Regions from separate parts of the Pan troglodytes genome. Here region 1 is linked to region 2. A link is a contact called in public HiChIP or PLAC-seq data. All regions are on one chromosome and are shown on one strand. Each heading gives the region's core, a stretch centred on a gene start, on an enhancer-like site or on the middle of the called end of the contact. The rest is flanking DNA. Distances are from core to core; before and after follow the strand shown.

Evidence for each region. HiChIP or PLAC-seq counts read pairs in DNA pulled down with a chosen protein or histone mark.
Region 1: an H3K4me3 HiChIP or PLAC-seq map of stem cell-derived excitatory neurons shows a contact between it and region 2, with 2.8 times the contacts expected there. The contact joins the promoter of CCDC149 here to the promoter of PPARGC1A in region 2. A contact is called at or near these places in 1 of 7 Hi-C or Micro-C datasets (stem cell-derived neural progenitor cells) and 1 of 1 datasets of contacts at active chromatin or transcription factors (stem cell-derived excitatory neurons).

Annotation. Positions count from the first base shown.
Region 1 is chr3:25,378,928-25,383,370 of NHGRI_mPanTro3-v2.0_pri, reverse strand. It overlaps CCDC149 (coiled-coil domain containing 149), which reads left to right and starts at 2,478. Exons shown (of 12, transcript XM_526540.5): 1 at 2,478-2,704. The coding sequence starts at 2,642.
Region 2 is chr3:24,941,544-24,945,651 of NHGRI_mPanTro3-v2.0_pri, reverse strand. PPARGC1A (PPARG coactivator 1 alpha) reads left to right here and starts at 1,930. Exons shown (of 14, transcript XM_016951411.3): 1 at 1,930-2,476.

The DNA of each region.
Region 1 (4,443 bases), core at 1,229-3,728, 440 kb before region 2:
CAGTCTGGAATGCGAAGATTTCTTGGCTCCCAACGCTCATTGATTGTCTGTCCTGCTGCCTGAAATACCAGTGAGGGCGCCAAAGGAGCAGTGGTATATCATGAAGGGCTCATCTAACTGTGGAAACTGGAATGGGCTTTCCCACCTGAATGCAGGCAGACAGCAAGGTGCAGACAAGGAGGCTCGAAAGGCAGATGGACCAAGTTCTGCCCACTTTTCCTACAGTCTATTTTATCCACAGGTCAGGATGAAAACAGATGGTTTGCCAGAGGGCAATATATTGGCAGACAGTACCTTGCTTTTTAGGCATGAGACGTCAGGCTTAGGAACAAGTGCTTGGCACTGAGTTAATTAACTCTAGACATTCAGCTCAAGGATGACCTTCTTTCTAGCTCCTTAGATTAAAAAGATAATGAGTTAGGCAGCCCAGAATGGTCAGAAGACCAGAAGCTTTAGCTGCATTCTAGCCCCACCTTTTTTTCTGCTGTTCTCTAGCACATTAGTTTGCAAGCCCCCTAGGACAGGGACCATGGTGTGCAATGTTATTGAACTTCCCCAGGATGAGTGCTGCAGTTGTATACAACAGGCAGAAAACCAGTGTGCTGACTAGTATACTGGTTCCTTTTCTTAGTTCCTGGCCAGCCAGTCCATTGTAAAATTTTCTTTAGATTATGATGCCAGGGACTATTGCTTTTTGAAGGGCTGCCAGGGAGAGTTCAAGCCATTCAGGCCCTTCATCAGTTGTGTCACCATCCATTTCAGTTATCTGTTGACACCTAGCAAATCACCCTAAAACTTAGTGGCTTAAAGTACAACTACTTATTTAGTATGTGATGCTGTGAGTCAGCTAGTTGAGCAAGGCTCAGCTGGGTGGTTCTTCGGCTGGTCTCAGCTGGGCTCACTCATGTGCTTGTCATCAGCTGTGCGGGTGGGGGTGGGGGGGCGTGGAGGGGGCGGCAGGCAATGGCCTCACTCACACATCTGGTGATGGTTGACTGTTGGTTGGGAATCCTACCTTAACCAGCAAGCTATTCGGAGCTTATTTACACGGTTTCCAAGAGCAGAAGCAAGAGTTAATTCCTAATGCACAATTGCTTTAAAAGCCTTTTTTTTCCTTTTTTTTTTTTTTTTCTGGTAACACATGTACAAACGTTGCTTTGGTCAAAGCAAGTTACATGACTGAGCACAGAGTGAAAGTTAGAGACAGTGGCAGGGCAAGGGACAAAGAAGGGGAATGATTGCTGCCATTTTGCAAACAGTCTATCATGTGCAAAACAAGGCCAAGAACAAACTTTCAAGGTGATACTTCATTCTTAGATTTCCAAGATGCTAGAGCCAGAAGTCCTAGTTGAGTCCCTGTTTCTCCACGTTTCAGGCCTCAGTTTCCCCATCTAATAAATGAGGATAACATCCATTTCACAGGGTTGATCCAGGATCAACAGGGGCTAAAAATTATAAATAAATGTTGGCATTGATGCTTCCACAATTGTACAATGGGTTCACAACTTCTCAACCTACTTGCTCATCTCCACACACAGCGTTTCTGCGAGTACAGAGGGCTCACTATTGATAGTGGTCCAAGAGGGGATTTTAGGTGTCACAGGAACACCACCTTGAATACGACTGACTTATGTGTGTGATTCACCTTCCCTCTGTCATTCTCTTTCAGTCCTTCCTCTTAGGAGAAGTCTCAGCTTAATGCCAATGCCTTCCCTTTTTGCTAATTATTTTATTTTTTGTAAAGAGGGGGTGTGTCGCTTTGTGGCCGAGGCTGCTCTTGAACTCCTGTCCTCAAGGGATCCTCCTGCCTCAGCCTCCCAAGGTGCTGGGATTACAGGCATGAGCCATGGAATGCCACCAGTGCCAATTTGTCTTTGACACCTCTCTCAACCCATGCTAACCATCTCCCTCAGAGTTTTTGGCCCTATTTAGAATTGAATAATGCTTTATTTTCAATTTTTACATTTGCTTCCTATTAATGACAAATGATACGTTAAAAAATATATAAGCAAGCATTAATAGTTTAAAAAACAATGCTAAGTATATAATAAAACGTGGTTCATTCATTCTTGCGTTCAACAAATATTCGTCCAATAAATATATGTAGAGCATCTCCTATGGGCCAGGATCTTGCCAAAGGCACATCTGCGAACCAAGGAAACCCCTGCCCTCGGGGAGCTTGCATTCTAGGCGTGGGAGTCGTGATGGTGGTCGGAGAAGGACTGGATTTGGGGATTTGCTTCTTGCGGGGGACACAGGCCTGCCCGTGGGGCCCGCCTCCCGCGCGGAGAGCGCTGAGGGGTCCGGAGTGACCCGTAGGCTGAGACCCTGGCTTCCCCTTGCCTAGAGGCCGGGCAGGAGGCGCGGAGCCCGGGATCGCGGGGCTGAGGGCGCGGGGCGGGCCCGGCGGGGCTCGGCTGCGGCCCGGGCTGTGTCTGCGGCCCCGGCGGCCGCGCCCCTCCTCCCTTTCCCTCCGGCGGAGGCTGACGTGGAGTCAACAGCGCGGGCGGCCGCGGGAGGCGGCGGCGCAGCGGCTCGGAGGCGCCGGGCCCTCTCGGGGCCGCGCGGGGCCCGGGCGGCGGCGGCGACGCGACGTCGCGAGGAGGAGGAGGCGGAGGGGGTCCAGGAGGCCGGCCAGCGCATGGAGGAGGAGGCCATGAACGGCGACCGGACTGAGAGCGACTGGCAGGGGCTGGTGAGCGAGGTGAGGCCGCGGCGCCGGCCAGGCGGGATGGGCCGGGCCGAGCGGCCGCCAGCCCCGGGCCCGCGCCCCCAGAGAGGCCGAGCTGGGAGGGACGAGAGGGGGGCGCGCACCCCAAGTGGCCGCGGCTGCCGCACCCGCGCGACCCCGCCAGGTGCACCGCTCCTCCTGCACTTTCGGGTCTGCGCGGGCGCCACTTTCTTCCGCGCCATCTGGTGTCAGCCTTTGGGGAGGGGCCTTCCCCCCAAGGCAGGGGTTGGCCGTGGATTGGAGGCTGAAGCCCTGAGATCCGGGAGCAGAAGGTGCCAAGCCCCACCTGCCTGCCCGCTCGCCACTGTTGTGGAGCCAAACAATTGGACGCCTGGGACTGAAACGGGAAGGTGGTGCCATGGGGGAGAATCCGAGCCCTGGGGTGGAACCTGGGCCAGGTGGAATTACCTGCGGCGGTGGTTCGAGTTGGGGGAGTTCGGGGGTCCGCTGCAGCCATTCACTCATTCACTTGCTCAATTCAATCAACACGTGTTTACTGCAGGCCTACCATGTGTAAGGTGGGGAGGGGCATTTATCGAAAAAGTGAAACACAGGTGCAGAAGTGATTCGATTTGTGGAAGCACAGAACACCGTGTCCCCCTGCCCTGCGACTCTTTTGTCATAAACATACCCTGGGGGTCCACTTTCAGGCTCCTATGCTATTTGCTCTTCAGTTCCCCCTAAGAGTTTGCCGACCTGCTGGGAGAAGCTGCCGGCCTCTCCAGGTGAGAGGGAATGCGGATTTCTCCCTCTCGCAGGTAAGTTGCCCTGGTTTGCCACCATTTGTGGGGGCAATTCCTGGTGTTACTTACCCATGCCGGGGAATTTCTCCCTTCTGAGAACCAAGTTCCAGCCCAAGGCCAACTTGGGGCTTCCTTTTCTTTAATCCTGTGCACACAATGCAGAGTGTATCGGTTTGCTCTTTTCCTTTCCTTGTGGGGTATGGGAAGGGAAACCCTCTACTGTCTCACTCCTTTTATCGTTTTCTGGGTCTCCAGGTCAGTCTGATAATAGTGCTTCATGCCCAGTGTGTGCAGAGCGTTGTGTTTCTGAAGAGGAATGACATGCGGTAGCTCCTGCCCTAGTTTAGTTTGCTCAGCATTGGTCTAGTAGTTGAAAGCTCTCCTGTCTGGTGTTATGATCCATTGTATTGCAGCCTGGCTCCATCTTCTCAAACTGTCAGGCTTTATGTTAAGGGGCAGATCCTCTGGGGACCTTGTTTCTGGTCCCATCAAGAATCATACTTAGTAGTCAAGGAGGCTGGAGGTAGTTCTCCTTAGAAGTCCAGTGTTAGGCCCTTAAATAGCAGCAGAATCTTCACTACTCCAACAATTGCATATCAGGTGCCTGTTAGGAGTCAGGTACATTGTGAGGTGCTTGGGATTCAGTGGTGAATAAGACAAAGAACTCGCCTACCCTCAAAGAACTCCTGGGGGTTTCATGATATAGTCTGGGAGGAAGGTCACACCGTAGACAGTGAGAGTGAACTAAAGGATGGAATGGCTTCAAGTACTAAATGGCATGGGGTGCCCCTCAGTTGGCTGGGCTTAACCTCCACCTTGCCCTGACCACATTATTGTAACAATGGGCTTCCTCACTAGGCCGTGTGCTTTGTTTGGTTCTTTATTCCAGGGCCTATACACTGAGCTCTGTATGCAGCAGGTGCTCGAAAAATGCTTGTTGAATAAGTCAGTGAATCCTGAAGTAGGTCC
Region 2 (4,108 bases), core at 681-3,180:
ATTTTCTGGTCTCTTTACATTTAATGTTTATAGGGGTGGGACTGCAAGGGGATTGAATTAGGGGCAGTATGAAGAATTCCTCCCTTCTTTTTCCCAGCCAGGAGACACAGGAAACAATAGAGGGAACAATGGAGAAGCCCCTTTATTCAATATTGGTGAGATCAGCACCAATTTCGATAACTGAATAGAACTTCTGTGTGCCTAATACTTTAAAAAAACTATTGTAAGTTTGAAGCCAGGTCAGTCAGCATTATTTGGGCCTGAAGTTAGTACATAAAATTTCATCTTTCAATGTTCTCTCCAACATCAATTTTTAGAAAAAATATATCCCCCCCTTATAAAAATCTACAGTGGCCAGTGTGGTTAGGCACCACTGATTTGAAACAGCATTCTTCACCAATCCAGAAAAGAGGATGGTGACCTATTTTTTTTTTAAAAGATCATTTGACACGCCTTTGAAAAATAAGTCAATCTCAGAAAAAGAAAACAGGTATTTAGCCAGAAATGTTTTCTGAATTTCTACCAGGAGGCATGCTATTCGCAAGGATGAAGGAACTGTCTTTCTAGAGCCGTTCTTTGCTCCTGTTTTATTTCCCCTCTGAAATCACTAGCCGACGTTTCTGACATCACTGGGTTGCTGTGGAAATGTTTATTTCACAGAGGATTTCGACCTCCAGTGGGGAATTTACAAGTGGAAGTGTGAACTCTTGGAAAAACACAATTGGTTTGAATAAAAATAGGCAGCATTTGGAAACGGGATTCAGAAAGAAAACAATATAAACTGCCTTTAAGAGGTTGTTTCAAGTCTTCCTGCAAGGATTCAAATACTTTTAAGAGCATCTTACACAGATATGCTGGTTTTTATTTGAATTTTACTTTCTATAAATATCTGTATAAAGAGTAAGGGGAAGCAAGTAAAGAATGTCTTCTTGCAGGAAAAAAAAAAAACACACCTTTCAGTCACCCAATTATTAAGACTGAAAGATTTGGTTCTAAAATACCATTTTGTGAGGAGAGAGAGAGACGACATTATATCCGTTTACATTTTTATATCATATAATGGACTTTAGAGAATAGCTCCCTTTAAATAATTGTGACTCAAGGGGCCTGAGTTTTAGTGCAGAAGCCACAAAATCCATTTTCGTTTTAAACTGTTAAATCAACAGAACGCCAAACTAGAGCCTTTCTTCCTGCTGGGGCAGTATTGTCCCCTAAATCCACTTTCCAGTCCTCTCAGCCTAGCCTAGTTTGATGTAGCATTGACTTAGCTTAACTACAGCAACCGGCAAAAGGAAGTGGGTTTGCATTTGGAATGGGAGGAGGCAGGCACCGGTGTGTCTGTGCCTGCGTGGACACGCGCGCGGGGGGCTGGAGGGATCGCGAAAGCAAGAAAAGCGGGACATAGCAACTATGTGAAAATAATTTTCCCGTGGCTGGAAGAGGGGTCTCTGCATGGAAAAGCAATTTTAGGAATAAAAAAAAAAATCTTCAAACAGGGTGGAAGGAAGGCTTGCCAGGAGGTTGCCGGACGTAGCGGGGGGGTGGGCGCCTGTGTTTTTCCTCGAGCATTTTTTCTCTTCCCGGGCTCAGGGCGGCCCACTCCCCACCCATCCATCCACCTGCCCGCGCCCTCACCCGCGCCCCCTGCCGTCCCGGGACGCGCATGGCCCGGCGGCTATGGCGAGGAGGTCGGAGAAGGCAGGCGGCCGGCCGGCCACGGGCTGCAAAAGGTCTGGCGGCGCGGGCTGATTTAGTGGCCGGGGCTGTAGTACAGGCTGTCCCCGGCAGCCGGCGGAGTCAGCGCGCCCACGTGACGGCCCCGGCTCTCCGGTGAGCTCCCCAAACAGACGCACACCCAGCCACACGCGCGCGCTCGCGCGCGCGCACACACACCACACACACACACACACGCACGCACGCACCCCCGCGCGCACACGCCCGCCCGCTCGCGCTGCCTCTGCGCCTCCATCCCGGCTCGCTCATTATCTCGCCCTCTCGCTTCCCCTGCGGTCTCTCGCTCTGCGCGCACACACCACACACACGCACACGCACACACACGCGCGCACACACGCAGCCGGCACAGGCGGCGGCGGCGGCTGCCCAAGTCAGGACGAACCTCTCTAGGTACCGTCTTGAGAAGGCGGCAGCGGCGGCGGCGGCGGCGGCGGCGGCGGCAGCGGCAGCGGCAGCCCAAGCATCCCTCCTCTCCCGGAGAGGGAGCACCGCCGAGAGTTTCCGTTCCCTTTGCCATTCCCTTCCCCTTCCTTTTCTTTTATTTTCGAGAGAATTTCTTCTTGGCTTATTGGTTTAATTTGATTTTTAAAATTTTGGGTTGCTTTTGTGTATGTGTGCTTTTTTTTTCTTTCCTCATTTTATTTGCATCCAGAGCATGGCGGGCTGCGGGCTGTCGGAAGACACCCTCTTCTCTTCCTTCTTTTACAACTACGGCTCCTCCTGGGAAACCCCTTCCAACCAGGTAAGGGGTGGCTCGGTGCCGGGCGGCGTCGCGCCCCTTGCCCCCTGCCGCGCGCTCACTTGGTACTCGGTGGGGAGGCAGAGGCTCGGGAGGGGGTGGGGAGGATGGGGGCCAAGTGGGTCGCACTGTCTGGGTCAGCGCCAACCGGCGAGAGGAGGTACCCCCCCTTCCCCCATCGCTAGCTTTCCAGTCTCCAGGTTCTGTCGCGTTCCTCCCGTGCCCCATCTGCCATCGACACCTTCCCCCACCACCTCCCAGCCCAGCGGGAACCCGAGAAAGAGGCAGGAGCCGGCGCGTTACCCCGAACAACTCCAGGCAGAACCAGGGAACTCGAGCGCAACCTTCCCCAAGTCGCCGCGGGCGCCGCGCCCCTGTGCGCCCGGCGCCTACCCGCCTTCCAGTTGCGCCGAGGGGCTGCAGAGCCGCAAGCCCCCCGCGACGTGCTGTCCCCCCTCCACTCCCCTCGGGGCCCGAGCCGCCTCTTTCCCTAAAATGGCTGCAATCTCAAGTAGAGGCGTCCCCTGACCCGCGGAGGTGGGGGGGGGGGGGTGGGGTGCAGAGTGGAGCCTCCGCTCCTCCTGACCCCGCGCCTCCCCTGGGGCGCAGAAGCACCCCACAAACACACACACTTAACTTTGATGACTGTGCAATGCAGTCCGGCTGCATCGTGCCCTAGACGCTCCACGCCGCCGGCCTGTAGGTGTGCGTGTCGGTGTGACTCGGGGGGCCCAGGGACGCTGGGGGTAGACGCCGGAAGGGGGGCGTGGAAGGAGATGGATGTCAGCGGGCCACTGGTAACCTGGAGAGGCAGGCATGTGCCCAGGGTCTAGGGGTGAAAAAGCTATTCTGGGAGCTGGAGCGAGAAATAGAGAGAGGAAAAATGCCTTTTAATTAAATAACTGTTGTAGTCTGCTGCCCCCACCGCTTGTTGGTGAAAGTCTACAGGCATCTGTCATCTCCAAACTACGCGGGGAAGTAGAGCTGGGGTCGAGGGAGGGGAGGCATGTGTGTACGTGTATGCGTGTGTGTGTGTGCACGCGGGTGTGTGTCTGTGTGTGGGTGTGCGCGCGCGCTCGCGGGTCTGGGCTGGGGAAAGTTGGGGCCAGAGGAGCGGTGGAGGAGCAATGGTGAAAGGCATTAGCTACTCGGTGGGCGGTCCAGGGCGCCGGGGATTCCCGGGCCCCGCGGAGCGCGCACCGCGGGGGGAGCTGGCCCGCTAGGGGTGGGGGGTGTCGAGGAAAAGAGCTCCGTTCAGCCCGGCTCGCCTGGCCGCCGCGGCGCCTCTCCTCCGGAGCCCGCCAGCCAGCCTCGGCCGCTTGCGGGGCTGCCCGCCGAGCTCGCCGGCGCTGGCGCGCTCCCTCCCGGGCCCGGGGCGCAGCGCGTTCCTGCGAGCTCCCGGCAGAGAAGCCAAACCCCGAAAGCAACCGAAAAATGTTCGCCGCCGCCGCCCCCGCATCACCCCAAGTTTCCAAGAAACAAATCGCCAAACTACTAGCTGCCAGGTGAAGACCTCTCTCTCCGGCGTGGGCTCTCCAGAAAGCGCTGCGGCCATCCGAGTGAATAATACATAAGGGCCGCCGGGAGCCTTGGAGAGGCTCCCGCCGCCGCGGCAGCAGCAGCGGGAGGCGGCGG